2 separate regions of the Cricetulus griseus genome follow, and region 1 is linked to region 2. A link is a contact called in public Hi-C data. All regions are on one chromosome and are shown on one strand. The core of a region is the stretch at or near the end of the contact, and the rest is flanking DNA. Distances in the headings are between cores, read along the strand shown.

Evidence for each region. A called contact is a pair of places that touch in the nucleus more often than the background predicts.
Region 1: a Hi-C map of liver shows a contact between it and region 2, with 2.3 times the contacts expected there. The contact joins the promoter of Slc40a1 here to the enhancer-like site in region 2. A contact is called at or near these places in 3 of 8 Hi-C or Micro-C datasets (the CHO-K1 cell line, fibroblasts and liver).

The regions. Positions count from the first base shown.
Region 1 is chr2:402,455,513-402,460,718 of CriGri-PICRH-1.0, forward strand. Slc40a1 (solute carrier family 40 member 1) reads right to left here and starts at 1,694. Exons shown (of 8, transcript XM_027396821.2): 1 at 1,317-1,694; 2 at 815-882. The coding sequence starts at 1,359. LOC113831448 (a long non-coding RNA gene) reads right to left here. Exons shown (of 7, transcript XR_003481475.2): 7 at 3,049-4,188.
Region 2 is chr2:402,317,543-402,323,159 of CriGri-PICRH-1.0, forward strand. Wdr75 (WD repeat-containing protein 75) reads left to right here. Exons shown (of 21, transcript XM_027396820.2): 16 at 749-844; 17 at 1,432-1,601; 18 at 2,095-2,154; 19 at 4,240-4,386; 20 at 4,694-4,785; 21 at 5,117-5,451. The coding sequence ends at 5,321. Among named protein-coding and RNA genes, the nearest start is that of Wdr75, 22 kb to the left of the region's middle. Within about 2 kb of position 3,824, at least 1 of the 6 cell types and tissues checked has open chromatin away from gene starts, as enhancers often do.

The sequences.
Region 1 (5,206 bases), core at 444-2,943, 140 kb after region 2:
AAAGGAATCCAGACCAGCAGAAACAGTGGGATTCTCCCAAAGCCACATAGGAAGCCAATGGGAGAATTGTAAATCCATCACTAATTTTCACTGGGTGGTGGTTTTTAACACAGCTTTCACTACCCACAAATCAAGTAGCCACAAATAACAACTTTGAAGGTCAGCATTTTTATCATTTAGGTATTTGATTTGGGTTAGGTATACTTATGCCAGTATTCTATTCTGTTTTCATAATGATGCATGCTGGAGCCAGACTTTAACAAGAAAACAGATAAGTTTCTCTTCTTCTTTTTAAAGATTTATTTATTTTTTATTTTATGTGCATTTGGCATTTTGCCTACATGTATTTTTATGAAGGTGCAGATCCCCTGAAATTAGAGCTCTAGGCAATTGTGAGCTTCAATGTTGTTGCTGGGAATTGAACCCGGGTCCTCTGGAAGAGCAGTTAGTGCTCTTAACTGTTGAGCCAGCTCTCCACCACCCAGATAAGTTTCTTAAGTGTGAAGAAAAGAAGGCCTTGAGATACCTTTCCAGTATAGGAATTGGAATTTACCAGCCCTAGTGATTATTCAAGTTTCCCTGTCCTTGTCAATCTTGTTTTGGACAGTTGTCAATCTCTGAAAAGTATTAGAATTTCACCATTAAGTAACATCTACTAACACCCATGGGAAATCTCTTTGGAAAAAATATTTCTGTTGAAACATGTGTCTAAGAACATTGTATTTCCTTGGCTGAATGACAAAACTGGAATTTCACCTAATACAACCGTCTCCAATGAAGGTAAGCAAGAACTTGTGCAACTATGCTCACTTACCCAAGTGGAGAGAGAGTGCCCAAGGTAGAGAAGGAATTTTGCCGAGGTCAGGTAGTTTGTTAAGGATCCTACAAAAGCCAGAGAGAGTAAACTAAAAACATGTTTAATCACACCAGTGCGCTCAGGTTAGAATTTGTTTGGGGTCACAATTCTGTGTGATTTTTATCAGGTCACCTGAAGATTGATGCATTCAGTTTACTTCATACCATCGACTTAGGTTCAGCGTGGCCTCTTGGTCAATAACCGCCCAATTTCATGCACAGTGAAGAAACTCTTGTTTCAACATTCTTTAACTTTGGTGGGGTTTGTTTTTGTTTTCTAATGCAAGGAATTCCACACTGCTCAGCTTACTCTACCCTTGCCTATCTGCAAGCCCTTTTACTCAAACTTTGAATTTACATTCTTCTTGAGACTCCATCAAACCAGAAGTCAACCCTAACGGAAATGCGTCCCGGTCCCACCTGCCATCCCACCACTTGATGCATTTGATTACACAACTCACCGCAGCATCCTTCCCGGCGGCTCTGGTCTCTTGCCTTGGTCATGACACCAGGCACTCTCCCCTTGCTTGTTCTGATGTTGGTTGCTGTAGCTGCTCTTGCCCAGGGGCTTGTTCACAGGAGTGCGAGGAACCGGAGACAGCACCGCTAAAAGCACAACAAACAGCCTTGCGCCACAATACCCCAAAGGACAACTAAAGCAAAGAACAACAGCAAAGCTGCCACCGGGGTCTCTTTCTGTCTTCTTTCCAAACTTAGCTAACACTGTAGCTGAAGTTGGAAAGTCAAAGCCTTATGGAAGCGGGTTGGAGGATCCACGGGCCGCCGGAGACCCTGAGCTTGCTCTCGCCGCCGCCGCCGCCACAGCCGCCACAGCCGCCGCCGCCGCCGCCGCCGCGCGCCGTGGGCCGGGCTGCCACTTATAGGCAGCCGGGGGCGGAGCTCGCGAGCGCTGGGGACGCCCCTCCCAGCGGGACACCCGGGTCCGGCGAGCAGCGCTCCCGCCGCCTGCCCAGGAGGGCGCATTGGCTGTGCCATCACAGCAGATACCCGAGAAGGGATCAGGCGTCCCGCACTGTGGGATGGGGACCGTGCGTGGACCCCCGAGGGGGACACCCTGGAGACGTTTTGCACAAAGAGTCGTTTGGCAGGTGCTAGAGGAAAGCGCTTTTCTCTGGCCACCCGATTGCCAGACAGTCTCTAGGCAAAGCTCAGCGGGAGCTGCAGCAGAAAATAAAAAAGGAGTCTCCCACCCCCAGCTACATTTCGGAATGCAGGTAGCTAAGTAAATACAAGTCGTGTCACAGAGGCAGCCTTCCTGGCCTCCACGTCCGGCCTGCCTGCGGCGCACAATGTTTTCCTTCTTCCCCGGACGGTAGAGAGGGACTTCTCTCAAAGCAGCGGAATCAAAGCGCAGGAAGGGGACTCAAAGATCAGAGTGCAGCCCTCCAGCAAGCCAGTCAGTGAACTCAGGGCTCCCAGCCCAGACCCGGGGGCTGCCATCTGTCCTGCAGGCGCCACCAGGAGACAGCACCCTTCACGGTGCTTTCCCTCTGTGCTCTCAACCTGCCTCCTGCCTTCTCCACAGAATCTGACAGGAGGTTACCAGGAATACCGGTTGTCCCAGTTTCGACTCTGGGTCTAGCCCAATATGGATAAAGCCATTTGGTAGCCTCCTGAAGGAATGGATAACTATAACTACAGCAAAATGCACCCGGTGTAAGCCTCGAGTAACCTCAGTTAAACATCCCCAGAGCATACCTGCTCCTCGTGCCAGCCTGTCACTTACCTTACCTTTGTCAATCTCGTCAACACTTCAAGAGTGATCCTCAACATTGAAACTCCAACCAGCTTGCACACTTGGAGCACTGGCAGAATGGCACCTGCTAATGAAGAGAGCCACTCAGGAGCGCAGGCCTTGTATCTGGACTCTCTATCAGAAGCCCCAAAGGTCTTTGCGGGCGGAGTGCTTTTGGATTCGTTGGGACTAGGTCTGCGGAGTAGAGATAGGGGGTTCACAGTTTACTGCTCATAACAGCTTTTTGTCCTTTGCAAACTCCCTCTCTTTCCTCTCACACAAAACTTTTAAGTTCTTTCTCCTCACTCAGAGGTTTGGCTATGTCTCCTGAAATTGTAAAATGGGGTAGTATATCCAAATGTCTTTTGAAGTAAACCTAAAGTATGTTTACATGAGGCACTTAGGAAGGGGACATCTAGCAAATTGTGGCTATTTTCTTTTTTTTTTTTTTTAATGTTGTTGATCTTCAAGGAAAATACAAGCTACCCTGATTCCTTGCACATATGCCACTGAGTGCCAATAACAGGGAACTCTGTGTCCTTTACAATAATTGCTGTGTGCCTTAAGGGTGGGTGTAGAGTTGTCCCCAACCTCCAGGCAGCTTAACTTTCAGTCAGTTAAAAAGACTATTTACTGCAGACTCCCAGAAACAGCTCAGTTGCTGTGTGCTTCAAAGTGTAACATGGAACTTCTGTTCCCCATTGTCACCAAGGAGTTCCCAGAGCCAAAAAAAGAAAAATCGAAGGGAGTGTCGAGCAGGCCAGACGGGAACCTGCAATGAAGCAAATAGGAAAGAAAATAAGCAAGGAGAGCAAAAGCAGTATGGCGCTTGAGGGTTGACCAGGATTTAAAATTCTGTCCAAGTCAGCAAGAATGAATAATTAGAGTGTGTTGTTGGAGCTCACAACATGGAAGGAGTTAAAAAAGAAAACGGAATAAAAACTCACAAAACACTTGTAATACACAAAGTGACAGAGTTTCCTGACCTTGACATTCCAGATTACAAAGGTTCGGTCACAAGACATCACTGGCTCTTCCTCCTTCCAAAGAAGCATTTGCTGGTTGAAAAGTAAAATTTCATCCAAAATGAACTTTTTCCTCTCAGAACAGAATATATAGCTTTCTTGTCAACTTAATCATAACTGAAAGATCCATGCATGTTTTAAACTAGTTTTCAAAAACAAAAAAAATAGGTACCCAAAAGACTATTTCTCAATTCATTTTCAACATTTGATTTATGAGATGGAATCTAAGTTACTCATACCAGCTTTGAACTCACAATCCTCCTGCTTCATCCTCTCTAGTGACAGAATGATAGGCATATGTCACTGTTGAGCTATTTATTTCAAAGGCTTGTCAGTTCCCAAAGCAACCTTTTCATTATTCCAGCCAGAATAAAATGTACTCTGATTGGAAATTGTTAACAAATATTTACTGTTGGAAAATAAAAAGGGGTTTTTATTCTTTTATTTCCAAGCTGTGTTTTCACTTACCTCCTGGGCCCTCAGTTGCCTCAGCTGTATCTGAAGCTGCCCAGAGCAAAGACAGCACAGGGAATTGTTCACTACTCCACTGACCTGAAGACAAATGAAAAGGAAAAAAACGCAAGGGGGTTATCACCAGCTATTACAGGAAGGCCTCAGATCTGAGGACACGGCTCCCATTGGATGCAGAGCTTTGACTATAAAGCTGAGTTTCTGTCCAAGTGCCTTTCTCAGTATTGGCATTTCTGTAATCTTAAAACTGAGTGAACTCTTGATAATTTTAAGTTCAGGTTCTTACTTCATGTCATAGACCTTTAACAGACGAGTGTGGTCGCCGTTCTTCATTTTGGTTGAGCATCCCAAATAGATTTGACCTTGACAAGATTTCCATGAATGCATTCTGACATCCCCTCCCTCCTTCTCATCTGTTTGCTCTTCTCTTTCCTTCTCATACATTTCTAGTTTTAAAAAATGAATGCAGAGTATCACACACACACACACACACACACACACACACACACACACACACACACACACACGACAAACCCATAAATACAAAGTGCATAGTTGACTTTAGGGCTGGAAGAACAGGTAATGACAATTTCATGGCAATTTCATGGCACTGGGCATCTTTTTGAGGTGAAAGAAGTCTTGACAGTGGTCATGGTATAACATTGTGAATTTATCCAAAGTGGCAAAACTGTATGTTTTAAAATGATATAAACTGTGACTTTTACTTTATGTTTCAAAAGATATGTCTTAAAAGGAAAGTTTGCCATATTCCCCTATTAATGTGGTTTGGGATTAATGTAGACCAAATGTGTAGAAAGAGGAGATTAGAAATCAAATCTTGCCCATCATATTGGAAACTAAAACAGAAAACTGTGTTAATTGTTTAATTGTCTCCAGTTGTAGCTAGAAAATAAATATGAATGTCACTGAATGAATATTTTTGTCTCTCAACTTTTTCCATAGTCCTTCCTTTTTCTCTCTAACCAAACTTTGTTACAATATAAAGTCCATTCCATTGTTTGTTTTCAGCTAAAGCCAAAGATAGACGCTTACAGACCACAATCCTAGAGACAGCTCTCAGCCTTGCCTTCCTAAGGAT
Region 2 (5,617 bases), core at 2,574-5,073:
CACATTTAATAAGAGCAGAAAAGCAACATCCATGAGTCTGAAGGAGCCTAACTTTGTCACAGTGTGTTGTGATATTTTGTTTATGATATAACAGATAGAGCTTGCCAGATGATCAAAGTGCAAAGCTAGCCACACTGGCTAGCCATAGAGGCCAGGCAGTGGTGGCACTCAGCTCTCAAGAGACAGAGGCAGATGGATCTCTGTGAATTCAAGGCCACCCTGGGTTACAGGAGAGTGAATCAGTCTAAAAGAGGATCAGAACTCACACTTTGAATCCCAGCACTAGGGAGGTGGAGACCGGAGTGATATGGCTGGGTGGAGAGAGGAATATAAGGTGGGAGGAGACAGGAACTCTGCAGTCTGAGGTTTGGTGGAGACAGATGCAATTGGATTCATTCTGAGGATTTGTGGAGACAGGATTGCCCTTTCAGTCTGAAATAGAGGTGAGAACTCTCTAGTGGCTGGTTACTTTGCTTTTCTGATATTTAGCTTGAACCACAATATGTGTCTCTGGGTTTTTATTATTCATGCCACAATGTGTGGAAGGATCTGAAATTGGTTGTGCAGCTCTGCTTTCTCCTGCACACTTCAAGCCTCCCCAGGGAATGTCAGTGTGTGTTTGTTGTTACAGAATCGTAAACTCCTTCCATATAAGAGTAAGGGACTAGACTGTCCAGGAAAGAACACCCATTGTAAGACTTAGAGCTTTGAGTGAAGCTGTTCTCAGAAGTGTGTTGTTTTCCCACAGTGCAGTGGAGTGCAAAACTGAATGTTAGCGTTTTGGAACCCGACCCCTACTCAGACCATGTTGCTGCAGTTTCTCAGTCTGCGGAAGGCTCGGATCGTAAGTACTAACCATGCTCTGAGAGCATGAGGCCTGTTTCCTAGGTTTTCTTTTTAATGTCTTTAGTATAAGCTCAAGCACGCTCACTTTGAACCAGAAATTCATCTGCAGCTGTTTGCCTGGGGCCCTGCCCCACCTCTCCTACCCAACACCTATAATGTATGCTTTCACACTTAGTGCTAGGAGTGTTCTGTTATATCCCTGAATTTTCCACAGACCAGTTCACACTCAGTCTTCAAAATCTCCCTTTGGCTGTCTAACTGGACTTCTTCTGCTTCTGAAACAATGTCTGCATGTCTTTTCTGATGCTTAAGACCAATGTTTGGGCATTATTCTGGTGTCACACTCTTCTACAGATGCCCCTGGTCTCTGGAACAGAATTCCTTTTCTTTTTCAGATCCTAGTCCTCATTCCTACCCTGTTTGGTGCATAGTAGGCAGATTAAATGGAAACAACAGATTTGAAACAGTGCTAAGTAGGGCCATTTACCTGGTGGGCAGGGTATAGGTTGAGTGTGGTCCATCAGCCTGAGGTTAGAACCAACTTCCACAGGTAAAATGCCATCATCTTTCTGTTTTCCCCTTTAGTGTTTGTATTTAAACCTAGTGAGCCAAGGCCATTGTATATTCAAAAGAATGTCTCCAGAGAGGAAGTCCAGTGGGGAGTGTTTGTCCCTCGAGATGTCCCTGGGTCATTCACCTCAGAAGCTTACCAGTGGCTGAACAGGTCCCAGTTTTACTTCCTAACAAAATCACAGGTAATTGACTTCCTCCAAAAGTGTGAGCAGGTTATAGACGCCATTTTAGAAAATTTGTATCTATGTAGAACTCTTTCATTAAATGTTTTATTTCCCAAAAGAGCTGGTCAAATATACAGCAGTGCTATGGATGTGGTTGTCCTAGCACTTTACCCCACAACTGTGAGGCTTTGTGTTACCTCTGTGACATGAGAAAAGCACAAAATTACTTTAAGTTGCATTTATTAGCATTTTCCCCTAATTTTATGATTTGATTTGCTATGGAAGAAGCTGGTGGCTTTTATTTTGTTAGAAGGTCTTACATGCCTCTCATAACATAGTCTTATAACTCTTAGCAGAACCTTTCCAACCAAATTAAATCTTTTATAGCTTTTCTGTGAGCTGATGTGTATATCAAAATGAAACTTTGACATTTTAGGACCTTGTGTCACATCTTATTTAAGTTGTACCTCATAATGTTCATTTTGCTCCATTAATTGGCTTCTCTTTTCAGAGTTTATTAACATTTAGTACGAAGTCTCCAGAAGAGAAACTCACACCAACAAGCAAACAGGTAGGCATTTGCTACTGTGTGTGTGCTTCAATGTCTTCCTAAAGAAAGTTAGCTTTTAGAATTCAGCTGCAATGAAAGTGACTAGCTGGGCTGTAAGAAGGAATTTTAAATTGCATACCTGTAAACTGATTTGACATTACACTGCCCTTTTAAAGTTAGACTACTAGAAGAATAATCTTTGTTTTAAATCATCAGTCATTTAGCCTGCCATGTCTAATTTTTGAAATGGAATTGACTGAATAACCAATTGGTAGATCAAAAATATTGGGTTGGGGTGGAACATGCCAGAGTAGATGAGTGTATGTGATGTTCTGAGCTTATATTGAAATGACATCCCAACCTACTCCACTAAGGGTCTTGGATTTTGTTATCTATACTGTTTTCTCAAAACGACCAACACCCTATGAACTTTAAGGGATTTCAAGATCACCATCGTCACAGAAACTTCCTGTGACTGTGGTTAAAGTTTTGTTTACTTGCTTGGACTTCATATCTCTAAGAGCCTGTTTAAATTATAGATTATGGATTTAGCTATCTGTTGAATTTATTGAAGTTCTTGAAGCTGAAAGTTTGTATTGTCTTCACATATAAGTATATTCATAGCCAGGCCGTGCACACACACTCTTTCTGTGATCAACTTTTCCCCCTCCTGGAATTAATGATTGTCTCCTTTTTTTTTTTTTTTAATTTGCTTATTGTTTTGTTTTGTTCTTATTTAATTCTACTCTAGCATTTATGCAAATTAACTTAATTCTTTCAGAATTTTCAGACACCTGGGTATTCTTTCAAATCATGGAAAACCTATACCTTACTTCAGTCTGAACTAGTTGCTCTCTGAGTCTACTACACAGTGGTCATCCTAGAACCTGTGTTCTTCATTCTGGGGATCCGTGTCACCTCTAGGACATTAGATCCTGTAGAACTGCTCTTTCTTTGGTCACTGCTTTGCTTTGGTGAAGACAATAATGTATGTGTGGTTTAGGATCTTGCAGTTTGGGCAGTATTCTTTATTCTCTCTGACTTGATTGATTAGTTGTGAATAAATGTAAGCTGAAAACCATTTTCTCACACTTTGAAGGTAGTGGCCTAAGATCATTTAGCTTCTGATGTTGCTAAATACCCCGTGCCATTCTTTGTCTTTGATTGTTTATCAATAGCTTGCTTAATTTCTTCTGAAAACTCATTGAATTTATTCACAAATTTTTGTTTGTTGAACACCATCTATATACCACGGACTATTATATTGTAGACAGTTGGAACATGTTAGCAAAACAGCTTTGTCTGTAAAGATGTGATAATTAGCTGGGTGTTGGTGGCACACACCTTTAATCCCAGCACTTGGGAGGCAGAGGCAGGCGGAGCTCTGTGAGTTCGAGGCCAGCCTGGTCTACAGAGCGAGTGTTAGGATAGGCTCCAAAGCTACACAGAGAAACCCTGTCTCGAAAAACAAAAACAACAACTACAACAACAACAACAAAAAAGTGGTATTTATAGTTACTGGGAAGATACAGATGCTAAACCAAAAGCGATAAGTCAGTCAATGTGGAGTGCTTCAGACAATGCAGAGACGTGCAGCAGGGTTGGAGATGGAGGGATGGGAGTGAGACATGTCTTGCAGTTTTAAATAGGAAGTCAAGAAAGGCCTTACTGAGTCCCTACTCAGCATTCACTGTGGAGCTCCCTGGAGAGTTGGAATAGGGAACTGACTCAGGAGGTGCCTGCTCCTTCTCCCACACACGCTCAGCTGCCCTGGGCTGCTGTCTTAGAATATTGCTTTCTTGGCTCTACTAAGATTTCATCCTAGCATGTCACCATGGGGCCTTTCCCCATTCTCTGCCCTTGTGAGCATATGCCCACTGTGGTCTTTATAAGCCCCAGCAAGGACGCATGGTTCTCACATCAGCATCTGTGGTTAGCTTTCCCATATAGAAAGTCAACTGCTGCCTTGTCTGTGGCATGAAATTAACTGAGAATAATTTCTAAACTTTCACCAGAGCCATTTACAATTCAGTGGCATTTAGCTGTTAAGTCAAAGAAGTCCTCCTTTTTACTGAAATAATTTCCTTTTCTCTTTCATCCATACAGCTGCTGGCAGAGGAAAGTCTGCCGACAACCCCATTTTCTTTGATATTGGGAAAACACAGGCAACAGCAGGATTCAAGGTTAAATGAAACGTCAGAGAATGAACTGATACAACTCCCCTTAACAGAGAACATACCTGCAATTAACGAGGTGAGTGATCAGTACACAAGGCCATGGGAGGCAGTGGGTACAGCAAGCACCTGTCTCAAGTAGCATTTGATTCGTCCTCCGTCCAGACAAGCACAGTCCCTTAGTGGGGTGATTCTCTCCTGGACCTGGGTGAGGAGAGGGTTGCACAGGTGTGGGAAGTAGGAAGGATTTTCCTTTGGTTTGGTTTCTCTCCAGGGAAGCCTTTTGTGTTTGCCTTGGCACTTAGAATAAAGGGTATTAGGAAGTAAAGTAACCCTGGATGAGAAGACGATCTTTTAATAAACCCTTCCTTTCCATGTGCCTCTAGCTGCTTCACACCCCAGCCCACGTACTGCCATCAGCTTCTTTCCTGTGCTCCCTATTTATAAACTCACTGCTGCTGTCTAAAGAGACTAAAAGGTAAGAGTTCCAAATGGTTCATCTTTCCTATTGGTTGGGGAATGTCGTCCACTGTATTTGTATCTTAGCTTTGAAATGTAGCTAATGACATAAGATTATTAAATATACTTGTGACAAACTGAGAAAGATACTTTGCATGTGCTTAAAGCTGTGGTGAGAATTACATGTTTTCTAAGTTCACTTGCTCTTTTATGGCCCATGCTCCATAAGGACACTCACCACAATGTTTTCAGTTGTGTTACCTTTCTATGTGTATTTCAGTGTGGGTGTCTTAAAGTTATTATTTGGAAGTGTCTAACGGTGTTTACATTTTATTCTGTTATTGTCAAAGTACTGAAGAAATTCCTGATGATGTAGATATGGAGGAAAAAGAAGAAAGTGACAGTTCAGATGAAGAAAAGGATTTTACTGAAAAAGCCCAGGAAACAAATACCACGGATTTGGGGGAAGATGTTATACATCAGCTGTCAAAATCTGAAGAGAAAGAGCTGAGGAAGTTCCGAAAAGTAGACTACAGCTGGCTAGCTGCTCTGTAGGCCAAGACTCGAGCTGCTGGCTGAGGCACAGCACACTGACTGTTGTACTTAATTTTTTACTGTTAATTTTCAAAACATAGTTTAAAGTTATTTTATTAAGACAAAATATTAAAGGTCTTTTGTTTATTTGCTTGTTTGTTTAGAGTCTTGATAAGTTGCGTAGACTAACATTGGACTTGAGATTCTTCTCTCAGCCTCTCATGTCAGTCTGGTTAAGTTTATTTGTGTTTGATTAGATTTTAACTTTATGTGTATGAATGTTTTCCTTGCATGTATATATGTGTACCACTGACTTC